Regions from separate parts of the Danio rerio genome. Here region 1 is linked to region 2. The links are chromatin contacts, called in public Hi-C maps. All regions are on one chromosome and are shown on one strand. Each heading gives the region's core, a stretch centred on a gene start, on an enhancer-like site or on the middle of the called end of the contact. The rest is flanking DNA. Distances are from core to core; before and after follow the strand shown.

What was found. A called contact is a pair of places that touch in the nucleus more often than the background predicts.
Region 1: a Hi-C map of hematopoietic stem cells shows a contact between it and region 2, with 1.7 times the contacts expected there. The contact joins the promoter of usp40 here to the promoter of pglyrp2 in region 2. A contact is called at or near these places in 1 of 18 Hi-C or Micro-C datasets (hematopoietic stem cells) and 1 of 4 datasets of contacts at active chromatin or transcription factors (embryo).

Annotation. Positions count from the first base shown.
Region 1 is chr6:9,585,529-9,592,342 of GRCz12tu, reverse strand. It overlaps usp40 (ubiquitin specific peptidase 40), which reads right to left and starts at 3,073. Exons shown (of 31, transcript XM_001921318.9): 1 at 2,337-3,073; 2 at 1,291-1,358. The coding sequence starts at 2,526. It overlaps tspeara (thrombospondin-type laminin G domain and EAR repeats a), which reads right to left. Exons shown (of 14, transcript XM_073953658.1): 12 at 6,698-6,814; 13 at 6,512-6,613; 14 at 4,607-5,219. The coding sequence ends at 5,066.
Region 2 is chr6:9,432,344-9,439,212 of GRCz12tu, reverse strand. It overlaps pglyrp2 (peptidoglycan recognition protein 2), which reads left to right and starts at 5,366. Exons shown (of 5, transcript NM_001045166.1): 1 at 5,366-5,393; 2 at 6,730-6,869. The coding sequence starts at 5,366. myh11a (myosin, heavy chain 11a, smooth muscle) reads left to right here. Exons shown (of 41, transcript NM_001024448.1): 41 at 2,941-4,129. The coding sequence ends at 3,085.

The DNA.
Region 1 (6,814 bases), core at 1,824-4,323, 160 kb before region 2:
ATATATATATATATATATATATATATATATTAGGGGTGTCAAAATTAATTGTTTCTTAGGTGCACCGCGATGCAGACGCGGACAATTCGGTATCGATTCAGTAATAATCATAACCGGTTATAATGTACTGACGTCATTTATCTCCTATGCGCTCTGTCGTGAGGGAGGTGAGCGCGAGTATTTACAACACTCAGTCAACTCAGGGCCGGTCCATGGCATAGGCACCATAGGCAAATGCTAAGGGCGCTTTACATCCAGGGGGGCGCCAGAAATGAGCGCGGTTCAGTTGGTTTTGTTTTCGATTTTCCTGACACACATTCAGTTATAGACGGCAATAACTCAAAAACCTCTTACCCTAAAAAGATCTAAAGTGTGTTTTTCTACAGAAAGACAAAGCTGGTTATGTTTCACAGCTGTCTTTCTTTTTTTTTTCGCTCGACATTACGAGCACTACTTCGTTTAAGCCCTCGCAGTCTGCGTTTACTTTAGCCGGCAGAGCTCGGGCTGAGAGGAGCTCTCAGTAAGGGACCGTCGGAAAAGTGCTTATTTTTTTCTTCTTTTTTTTTTTTTTCTCGTTTTTCTGCTTCGCTCAGTGCGAGCTCTCCCTGTTGCAAGGGCTTAAGTGTGTGTGTTTGTGTGTGTGCGCGTTTGTTTGTTTGATGCTGTCTATGTTTGTGAATGTGTTTGTATGAGAGACAGTGTGGTGCTGTGTGTCTGTGTGTTTATACAGACAGCTTGTTATAGCCTCCCCCCTTAAATATAACACTGTATATGGAAAGCATCGTCAATGCACAGTGATGCACCGAGATATCGAATTGAACCGAATCGATGGCATGATAATCGTAACCGAACCGAACCGTGAGACTAGTATAGGTTCACACCTCTAATATATATATAGCTTCTGCACTCTGAAAAGCAAAGACAAAACAGTCATGGGGTGCTTCTCTCAAAGAGGTTCAAGGTGAATGTTTATTAATATAAACTTTTAGATAAAAACGCATAACATTTTAAGGTACCAACCAGCTTTAGTACAATTTGTGTAATAATAAATAAATAATTTGAGGATCGATAGATCTGTCCTTTACAAAACATTTAGCGATCTTAGATCAATACATCCAGACATTTAATCTGATTCACAAACTTGTTTTAAGAACCAAATTAGCCAGAGATCAGTTATCAGGATTAAAAGATCCAGGATCTGCCAAATCATCTTAGATCATTTAAGCGAGGTATGAAGAACGGACCCCTGCTCCATTAAACACTTCCATTTATAAATGTTTATACACACACCTTTGCCTCCGGTTTGTCCTTGTCAGCCAGACATCCTAATTCATCCGGTCCGAGATGGAACAATTCCTCTGTCAGAGATAAATGTATGTTACAGACATTACTTCACCCATCGGTAAAAATACTGTCAGTCCCCTTTGATCAATTTCACTACACGAAAGTGTATGTGACAAATAAAGGCCTCATTTGATTTGGGCTATATATTGCACTTTTACTTGATTTGCTAGCATTGGTGTTTCAAAATTACCATTGCAAACTATTTGGAAAGGAAAAGACGGAAGATTTTTCACATTGGGGTAAAGCTAGTTTTATATTTGCACACTTGTTCATTTTTAAACAGTGACAATTTGTGACATGCTACATTGAATAATAGGTCTGAAATTGCTTGAAAGTGTGACTTCAAAAGGCGAGGCAGTGGAGCAGTAGGTAGTGCTGTCGCCTCACAGCAAGAAGGTCGCTGGGTCGAACCTCGGCTCAGTTGGCATTTCTGTGTGGAGTTTGCATGTTCTCCCTGCCTTCGCGTGGGTTTCCCCCACAGTCCAAAGACATGCAGTATAGGTGAATTTGGTAGGCTAAATTGTCCGTAGTGTATGAGTGTGAGTGTGTGTGTGTGTGTGTGTGTGTGTGTGTGTGTGTGTGTGTGAATGATTCCCAGAGATGGGATGCGGCTGGAAGGGCATCTGCTGCCGAAAAATGTGCTTTATAAGTTGGCGGTTCATTCCGTTGTGGCGACCCCGGATTAATAAAGGGACTAAGCCGACAAGAAAATGAATGAATGAATATGACTTCAAAACAACATAAGCACTATTTAATTGACTGTAAACAATGTTGTACTTTAATAGTCATTGGTTGCTAATATGATTTCTCTATTAGAATTTCCTAAAAAAACTTCTCTGAAATATATTTGGAAGGCGAAAGTCCAAACATGCGAATATAAAACCAACTTTACCTCAATATTCTTCACGAGTAAAATGATTAAATAATGACAGAATGTAAAATGTGGGGTGAACACTCTCTTAAACAGCATTGAAACATCTACTGAGTTTTACCCCTGAACTCGGGTGTGAAGAGCAGCGTCTGGATGAGTGAGTTGAGGTAACAGGTGCCGCCCTGATTCTTGATCCCGCAGAGTTTGATTTTCCCTCTCGGTGGAGGAGGCTCGCACTCTCTTCCCTTCACACCTGAACCAGGTGCAGAAGAAAAACCATCCCCGTCCTCTTCAAAAAGATCTCCAAACATGACCGCAGCTGTTTCGTAAAGCTCAGGATTGGCAAATCTCCTGTTTTCTGGTCTGAACCGAGTTTCGATTACTGCGAAAGGAAAGCGTTTCACCTCTTGCTATCTCATCTTGGTCTTCCCCAGCTCTCGATTAACGATCAATGGGCTCACTCTTGCATATGACGACTTCACAGGAATAAACATCGCTTTTTGAAAACAACCGAGAAACTAGATGCTCCTTTTTGCTCCGTTTAAGCTTCGTGAGGTTCCTCCAAATAAATCACAGGTGTCGTGAATAAATCTCAGTCCTTAAAGCGGAAAACAGAAATCTGAGAGGAGATGCAGTGCTTCCATGTTTCACCATTGAGGTTTAAAACAACAGCTTTATTTTCGTTGACAGCCGCGGTATTGGTGTCGTTGTATTAGACCGTCAACGTATGTATTAGGCAATATTTTAAACGCGAATCTCTCGTTCGAAAAATTAAATTTCTTTGATTTCAAATAATGAAAACTGAAATCTGAGTAGAAAACCATTTGTGTTTTTAGGACGCAGCCATGTTTGCTTGATGACATGTCCGGTCACAATGCATTGTGGTATTAGTAGTTTGTTATTACGACCGTCCTCATTTTCCCGTATTTGTTCTTTCTTGGGTCAAAGGGTTTTGGAGTTTTAAGATTAGATATGTAAAATAGATCTATGTGGTTAACACAGACTGTTCAGTCGTAATTTTATAGACCAAATTTGGTTTTATTATTGTAAAATATTAAAAGTTGGTTACCATTTGTATAATCAGGTACAAGTAGCCTGTCAAAAGCAAAACCTGTTTACTGTAGTTAAATGAATTTTATTAAATTTATTAACTATAAATAACATGTAGTTAAACCAAAGGTAATATGGAAATATATATATATATATATATATATATATATATATATATATATATATATATATATATATATATATATATATATATATATATATATAGGTAATATGGAAATATATAGGCTATATATAATTTACTTATTAATTTCAAAAGCATACAGTTAGGACACAAAATAGAGTCGAAATATGGGGCTGTTCCAGAAAGAAAATAGACACCTGGTCACCAATTACCATAGACCTTTTTTTTAAGTTGATATACAATTTCCTGAAAGTTTTTAGATGCTTTCTATAAGTGATATTTGGAAATGTTTGAAAATCTGGACTCTGAGGGTTAAAAAACACCTATTTATTTGTCCAAATTTAGTAGGCCTAGTTACAGTATAAGCTACTAATCAAAATTAAGTTTGGACATATTTACAGAAAACAAATGACCAAATATTTTAATGGAACATAATCTTTACTTCTTATTCTAAAGATTATTGGAATAAAAGAAAATCCATACAATTCTAGGTCTTTTACCAGTGGAGTTAAAAACTACAATTCCCATAATTCCACGCTCCTCAGCGTCATCAAGCTACGCTTTTGTTTTTGTTTAGTATGTGCGCCCTCTAGTGGTAAAACGTTATTATTAGCACTTCTTGTGGTTACTTTGCAAAATACACAAATTTAAATATACAATCTAAAAATATGTCACAATGCAAAAATGTGTTGATATTTCAGGAAGATGTTTCTTTAAATAAATTGGTGTAGCCTATATCTGTTATGTGCTACAACTGTGGAGAATATACATCAGCATTGCTTTGTTGCATGTAAACATTTATGTTTAGTTTTTAAACAAAACCTGCCCTTAATGAGACTTAATGAGAAGATTTAGTTCACAAACAGTAACAATAATTACAATATTGATATTAATTGACAATAATAAATCCTAAAATTTGGCATTAATAACTTACATTTCAAGCTATCAGCTGTAGGCACTAATTCAGAGGATCTCCTGTTTTTTTTTTTTTTGTTTTTTTTTTTGATCATTTTTATTAATTTCAGGGAATTGTTTATGAAATACACCTGAGTAAAAAAAAACACTTATTTTTCGAATTTAGCTAAGTTTTTTAAAATTGTGCTTAAGTAATGAAGTAAAAAATAATGATTAACTGTCCACACTCAAACAAATCTGTCCCTCCACCATTCAAAACATGTAATGTAAAACACAATCATGTATTGACAAAGTAAAATCGATTTATTGTAGTGCAAAGAACAAGAGGTAATATACAAATATTATACATATAAATAACATTATTACTTTATTTTACATATTTGGTTTAATCTGTAATTAATAAACATTGTATGGCGCTTTTTCCATAAAGGTTTTTACTCTATTCATGGTTTTTGTAAATTAAAGTTGCACAGAGCCTAGATGTTGCTGGACATCTAATGTTCAAAGATATTCATTGAAACCGAGATTCACAAAGTTTCCACTGAATATTTTTACGTAGATTGAGGTAGTTTTTAGAAAGTATATCAAACTCCAGATTCTGCCAGTTTGATTGACTTCGATGTGATTAAAAAGAGTTGGTCAAATTGTCGGTGGTTCAAAGGAGTCTAGAGTCAATGAATCAGTTCTGTTAACCTCTCTGGTTTATGATGGGAACATACAAAAGCTTAACAATGTTTGTGTCCTCAGTGGATCCTGAGCTTGAAGACTTTGGAAAGAGGAGCTTTGGCGCTAGAGTACATCAGATATGAACCTTCCGCGGAGGTGAAGAACTCCCAGTCGCTGCATCCGATGGTTGGTAACCGATGAACAGGGACAAAACCCTCATAGCCCTGCCATCTGTAGTTCATAACAACAAGAATCAAAATCTTCAATTTCACTGGGACGCCAACCTGATTTCACCAAGTAGGACATGTTCCTGTATTAACATCTATGTTGATCCTGAAACATCCTTTCAATCAGCCAATCAGAATTAAGGGATGTTTACTGTTTATATTAAGTCAAAAAAGGGGACTTTGGTTAAGTGTAAGCTTACGGTTAGGTTTATGCACTTCTACTAGAGTGTTATTTAACTATTATTCCCCTCTGATTTTGGGAGTAATTTACAGTTATGGTTGGTTTTAGGGGTCGGGAATAGGTATGGATTACATTTTCCAACAAAAATGATGTTCCAGGATTAACGTAGATGCTAATGCAGGATCGCATCGAACTTTGCAAAATCATGAAGTGCTTCTGTGTGATTTTCTTTACAGTTTACACTGCTGTATTAATAATCTTGACACAGATCTTAAAGCATTTTAAAAACTATTGAACTACTGGATATTTGACTATTGGAACTCTTGGAACTACTGGAAACATTCATGTTTAATTATTGTTAAACTGCTGTAAAATGCCTCAGTTAAATATTTTATTTATGTTTTTTTTTTGTATAAATCAGTTAATCCAGTCTGATCTCATGAGAAAATGTAAGTATTTTGCGTTTTGCCAGTTTATTGGCTAATTCGTACGTATTCGTATAAGTTCAGTCGTACGAAATTGTACGATTTTAAAAAGGAGGCGTGGCACCTAACCCCACCCCTAAACCCAACTGTCATTGGGGGATGAGCAAATCGTACTAAATTGTACGAATTAGATCGTACGAAATCACACGAATTAGCCACTAAATCAAAAAGTTACGAATTGCTGTGAGATTGTGTTGGTTAATCAACCTCAGTCCTGATCAAAACTACTAAATTGTTTAGAAAATTACAAGATTTTAACTCTTTAATTGCCAAATTCATAAATGATGTCACTGATTTGATGAAGAAACATACAAAATGACATATTTTTTATATAAAAAGTGTATTTGTTATGTTTTCATCCCAAACATAACAAAAGGGAAGTAAATTTGTCCAGAGTGTATTGTTTAGTTTTTAAAAAATTCAAAGCATTTTCTCAAAATATGTGTGCAAATAAAATTTGTCACCAAAAATCATTTTGCTAGCTGAAACACAGAAAAAGATTTACAAACAATTGAGGTAGAATAAATAGAGTAAATAAACCTTTAATATATGGCCTAATGTAATGTTTTGGCTAATCGTTGTAGGCAATGCAGAACAATGAAATCGTGACATGTATTTTTCAGTAATTACCTGTATATGACACTGTTCAAAGAGTAAGACGATCCATCATACGAGTTGGCTACGACTAAGAAATGTTCGTCTCCAACAGTAAAGAATTCCCAGTCCACCGCACTGCCAAATCAGAGGAAATCAAGTCAAAGCATGTGACTTATGATCGTCTCCCAACCCCAAAAGCACATTTGATTCAGGCTTTACCTGTATGTTACAATGTCTTGGAACTTGAGGAACATCTTGGTTGTCATATCAAGTTCATATATAGTTGAGTTGATGGTGTAGAGGCTCGGTCCTTTCTCGCACAGCATATGACCATTG
Region 2 (6,869 bases), core at 4,117-6,616:
TTGCGGCTGGAAGGGCATCCGCTGCGTAAAAACTTGCTGGATAAAGGCGGATTTATACTTCAACGTCAAACGCCGGCGTATGCTACGGCGCTGACGCATAGCCCTTCGCCGTGGCCGTCGGCGTCGCTGACGTGCACCTCTCAAAAAATGTAACTACACGTCGCAATGATGCGTAGCGCAAGCTCTGTGATTGGTCGGCTTGGTAGCGCTGACGAGTCGGGGCGGGACCGAGAGCCGCGCGAATGGCGCGAGCGATTGGTTATAAGTGTGGAGTCCCGTGAAGGAGCTCCGGATGGAAAGTTTTGTTTTGTGTTTACCTCATAGTTAAAGTTGTTGCACGTCCGCCGGTTCCTGCCTCAAAATGAGCGAGTTTGAGTCACTTCTACAACCAGGAAGTGCTCAGGAAACGCAAAACAGAAGCGAAGAAACTCGACACAGAGGAACATTTACACCTCACTGCCAACTAGCGTTTCGGAAGTGTTAATGCAGACCAACAGAGAGAGCGCGCAGAAGTATAAATGCACAGCTGCGCGCGTTGCATGCGCCGTGGGTTACGCCGGTCACTTGACGCAGAAGTATAAACCAGGCTTAAAGGCTGATTTAAGTTGGCGGTTCATTCCACTGTGGCGACCCCGGATTAATAAAGGGACTAAGCCGACAAGAAAATGAATGAATGAAACACAACAATAGTATTTTAGTAATCGCATATAAGCATATAATTAGTTTTTTTATTATTAAATAGCAGCCTATATTGGACCATATTTCCCTCTTCGCTCTCCAAGCATGGTTCAGTTTTCTGAACCAGCCTCGTTTAGCCTGTTTTCAGGTTTACAAATGAGGTTTTAACGCTGCCTTTAACCTCTTACAACTTTACTTTAACAGATTCCTTAACCTTAACAAACCTTAACTGATCCCACGTTCTGATTCCACGTTCTACTGTAAAGGATGCTTGTGACTGTATTCTGATGGCATACCAATACAATACAACATTTTGTTATTTCTTTGCATTAGTCTAATGCTATTTTCAAATTGCAATTTTTAAAAATATTTTTATATATAAATGTATATTTCAGTGAAGTATCTGAAGTATTCAGTGTCTACTGTGTTTCTCAGCTGTACACTTCATGTCTCAAATTTTTAAATGTTACCATAGTGATAGTCTTTTTTAGTTAAATGTATGTTTTTTATTAGGAAATATTTATATTAATATTTCAGATTTTAAAAAATAATATTTAGAAAATAAAATGTATAGGGAGCGAGGCAGTGGCGCAGTAGGTAGTGCTATCGCCTCACAGCAAGAAAGTTGCTGGGTCACTGGTTCGAACCTCGGCTCATTTGGTGTTTCTGTGTGGAGTTTGCATGTTCTCCCTGCCTTCGCGTGGGTTTCCTCCAGGTTCTCCGGTTTCCCCCACAGTCCAAAGACATGCGGTACAGGTGAATTGGGTAGGCTAAATTGTCCGTTGTGTGTGAATGTGTGTGTGTGTATATTTCCCAGAGATGGGTTGCGGCTGGAAGGGCATCCGCTGTGTAAAAACTTGCTGGATAAGTTGGCGATTCATTCCGCTGTGGAGATCCCAGATTAATAAAGGGACTAAGCCGACAAGAAAATGAATGAATGAATAAAATGTATAGGTCTACGTATATAATATACATATTATCCAAATTTGTCCATACTTACAAAAATAAATAGCACTGGTCTCATCAGGAATAGTTGAATGAAACTTAACTAGTAGATCTGAAGATGAAGTTCACACTGCAAACGTTTAGCTCTGATTTTTGCTTGTTGACGTGGGCAACATTTTCACAGTGCGAATAATCAAAAACTCAATCAGAGACAATCACCAAGGTCTGCAAAATATTTGGCATGCTAAATGTCTGGACTTGTCTGTGATTAAAAATCATGATGTGTGAATGAGTTCTGACTGAATAAAGCATCAGCAATGATCAACAGCCAATGAGAGAGCAGGATACAGGTCAGTGGAGGAGTTATAGACCACAATATATATAAAAAATTAATTTACAATAACATTAAACAGAAACAAAGGAACATTTGCTTGATCAGTCAAAATTATTGATTGACTTCCACTTATTTTTTTCGGTTTGTTCAATGCATCACCCTAAACATTTCCTCCTCCACAATCTTCTTTTCATTTTGCCCCTTTGTTGTAAATCAGGGGTCACCAATCCTGGTCCTAGAGGGCCGGTGTCCCTGCAGGGTTTAGCTCCATCTTGCCTCAACACACCTGCCTGGATGTTTCAAGTATACCTAGTAAGACCCTGATTAGCTTGTTCAGGTGTGTTTGATTAGGGTTGGAGCTAAAATCTGCAGGACACCGGCCCTCCAAGAACAAGTTTGGTGACCACTTTTGTAAATCATTCAGCATTCAGTGCGTGGACCATTTGAATAGCAGATCATTTAAAATATTTATTGCAGGGAACAATTTCCAGTCTTGGATGTTAAGTGATCTTATCATTTCTCGTGTGTGTTTGTGAGCCAGACAGAGTGGTCAGCAATTGATTTGTAGTCATACAGTGTGTATCCTCCTGTCGCAGATCCATCATGCAGTATGAACACAGCAGCAACTGAACGCTACTCGAGATGAGTGTTTCCCAACCCTGTTCCTGGAGGCACATCAACAATACATATATTGGATGTCTCCCTTATTAGAACAGTTCATTTCAGGTTTTCAAGTCTCTTCAAATGTTCTGATGGTTTGATTCAGGAGTGTTTGAATAGGAAGAGGTTGACGTTTGTGTACTGTTGGTGTGCCTTTTGGAACGGTTTTTGTAATTGTTTTAGCTTATTTTAAATAAGTAGTTTAAACAAACAACATACATAATTTTTTAGAGTGTAACATCTAACACTGATGTACCAGGAACCAAGCAACCTAGAATGAAAGTCTTTCTATTTGCATGCTAAGATTTGTTGTGATATTTCAGGCGAGGCAATGAGACGTCATCCTTCAGCAGCACACCGAGACGCACTGGAGGAGGAGGCCGACGGGGAATCATCGACAGCTCGGATGCTGCGGAGGATGATGCCGACATGCAGAGCGATTACAACGGAACCAAATCTAATGAATAAACATCACCTTTCAAAATACCTTCTAGTCAAACAACCAAAGTCTACTTTTACATGGGTCATTATTTAGTTTCTAATATATTTGTTTGACCGCAACAAAGCACTGCGCTCTGACTTGGCATTTGGCCAGTCATGATTTCTATATTTTTATTTTATTTTATTAGCAGTTATAGTTTTGTTAGCTCATTTATCACAACCCCCAGTTTTTACATTGATCGTTGTGGCTGCAGACCTTCTAAAATTTCATCTAAACAAGTGTTTTGTTTATTAAAAACCTTCTTCTTAGTTAAAAACCTGGTGGTTTTTAGAGTTTACCTTCACTCAGATTTGAGGTAAATATCTTCTTTGTTTTATTCTTTAATGTCTCAACTGCAGGTAAATGACTGTTCACTGTTTTTACTGCATAATTTCCTGCACTTTTTCATTTATTTGCTATATATTCCTGAAATACAGCTTGCACAAGCAACAAAATGGATCGTTTTGAGGAATTCTGGAGGTCATCGATTTTTTTCTCCCAATTACCAGTGTGTCTTGGTGTCAAGTTTTTAGTTTTTAATTATTACTGTAGAGACACCGAGTACTTGTGGACGGTGAAATGAAATGTATTGATATTTACATAATATCAATGAAGGTATGTATCGTTCCCGAAAAGTAGTTATAAAATATAACATATGGAAATGTTACCTCTTTATCATACAGTCAGGTACCTTTGAAACCTCTGTAGTTTTTTTTATAGCATTTTATGTTCCCTCTGAATGTTTGCTTAAAGTATTTTCTTAAAAACGGTCAAATATTATGGTTATTATTTGCCTAAAAGTGTTTCAATATTTGTAACAGACTTGCAATTCAAATTCATGCAGTCGATTAGAGATCTTTTGACATAGAATGCCTGTAAAAGAACTTTGAAAATATATAAATATATATAAAGTTTTATTTTTCCAATACGTTCACTTGGCACAATTTAAAGTACATTGGGAATGCCATGTCATTGGATTTATTCACTTCCATCTAGTTATTTGTGAAACCACATGCACATGAAATAAAGTCTGAAAATAAATCTCTTGTATTCTTCTTTAAATTATGTTTACATGCCGAAATGCTGTTTTAAATTGATCTGTTTGGTTACATATTTATTTTTAAACTTATATCACATGTTTGAATTAAAAGTGATGCAAAATTATTGTTAAAATATGAAAATATTAACAAAAAGGCAAAATTGGTACATTACTTATAGTAATTTTGGCTAGCATAATACTCCTAGTAAATTGTACAGTATTAAAACAATATTTATGTATATGTCTGTATAAGCTTTACTGAATACCCACAATGTCACCATGTCTTTAAAAAAATAATACAAGGCATACATTCAACTGCTAATTATCTCAATTATATCAAATAAATATCTTGTCAGCCAGTCATCACAGCAACTATGCATTTATTTAATTCAATGTTACAGGGTTGCCAAGTCCGCTGTTTCCCCGCGGTATTTTGTACTTTTAACCACTTTCCACGTGTTATCTGTTTGATTGCATAGATTTTATTTATATGTTTGTGTTAAAATGTTTTACTTTACCAAATACTGATGTTAAGAGTGCTATAAAATGAACTAGGCTGTTGAAATAGAGTAAGCACAAGTGTGTGTGGTCCATGCATGGGTACTAAATGTGAAATGTGTGCTGCTGTGTCATATACTGTCCAGTTTTGTTGCAAATTTTTTATTTATTTATGAAAACAATGTTTGTAATTGCTAATATAAACAGTGATTTTCACAAATACAAGGATAAATAAGCCTTTTACGTATTGGCAGTAGAATATAGAGTTTTGTTATTGGGATAATTTTGCAAATGATCTAGTTTTGTTGCGAAAACCTGGCAACCCTGCGTCGTCAAAACAGTCTGCTAAGTTAAGACCACCTAGCTATGACCTTTACCTTCCTAATTTCCAGTAACTCGGTACGCATCATTAAACAACAAACAGAACAGCAGAACTGTGAGTCCCTGCCATTAAAAATCTATACTCCAGTTCACGAGGAAGACTTTTATCACTTCAGATATTTACTCAAATAATACATCGAACACATCGGAAACACCACAAACATTTTTGTCATGGCGGAATACCACACCTGAAATAACGGAATGGTAAATTGCAGAATTTGGACTGTCCCGCCTTTAGTGTTTCGCCATATGTATATGCTCATAGGCTACCGTACATTCAGACACTTTTAGAAGCAAATGGTAAGATTTAGTACTAATAATGACACCAGGTGCATTATGGATTATGGTCATGGCTGGAATATGCATGCAGAGCTCAGGTACGTACGCTATATTTAATTATTCAGATTTTCATGTCAATAATCTAATGACAAGTGTTAAATTTGGATTTGAAGACGGAACCTAATTGTTAAATGTTATTTTTGAACCATACTATGGTATAGTACAGTTGATTAAATCTGTTGTGGTGATTCTGTAATTGAAAACTATAGTAGCCTAATATAAACAAATGACGCATTACTGGGCTAGGTTTTCTACAATTATATTTTAAAATGAACCGGTGTCTTGTACTAAAACCTAAAGTACACTATAGTATTTTTTACCGTTTATAAGTTCACTAAATTAGTACTACAGTAAAATATGCGAAATAGATGTAATAATATACACTCACCGGCCATTTTATTAGGTACACCTTACTAGAACCGGGTTGGACCCCCTTTTGCCTTCAGAACTGCCTTTATCCTTCGTGGCATATATTCAACAAGAAATATTCCTCAGAGATTTTGGTCCATATTGACATGATAGCATCACGTGGTTGCTGCAGATTTGTCAGCCTCACATCCCTGATGCGAATCTCCTGTTCCACCACATCCCAAAAATGCTCTACTGGATTGAGAACTGGTGACTGTGGAGGCCATTTGAGTACAGTAAACTCATTGTCATGTTCAAGAAACAAGTCTGAGATGAGTCACGCTTTATGACATGACGCGTTATCCTGCTGGAAGTGACCATCAAAAGATGGGTGCACTGTGGTCATAAAGGGATGGACATGGTCAGCAACAATACTTAGTAGGTTTTACTATATTTTACTATAGTCTGGTTCAAAAACTATAGCATTTACTATGAAATTGGTAAATATACTTTTGTTTATTTATTTATTTTTTTTGTTTTTTTGCAGCGAGTATATTTATCTCAATAGCTATTTAGTAGCATTGTTTAATTAAGCTGATGTACTTTGTCCAAACATACATCGCCCCAAATTACTATAATTAAATAATTTACAAAAGATGAATTATTATGTGACCATCTGAGGTTTTAATACAGATAATAAGATCATGTTTTTATAGCGTTACATTACATTGTGAGGTTTTTTTCAGCACGAGTTTTTTAGCACCACAGTTGTTGATTCCAGTTGGTATATATTGGCATATGTTGAAATAAACATTAAACATTTTTTCATGTTATAAGCAAATACGCTGCACTTGTGTAAGGGGATTATCATAAATTATGTTTTATCATTAATATGATAACAAGCTACACCTACAGCAGGATCCCAATGCCAAACTCCAAAAAAAGTAACATTTATGATAATTCAACATGAAGGCAGTATTAATTGTGCTTTGATTATATTGAAATAATTCTTTATGTATTTTACAGCTGTGCATCTGAGAAACATGGAGCACTTTATTACTGCTGTTGCACATTTAGAACATTTAAACCCACAACTGAGTTCACTGGCTTTAGTGTCGAATCTATGCCAGATTGCAGACCAAACACACAATATCACTCACGGTTTT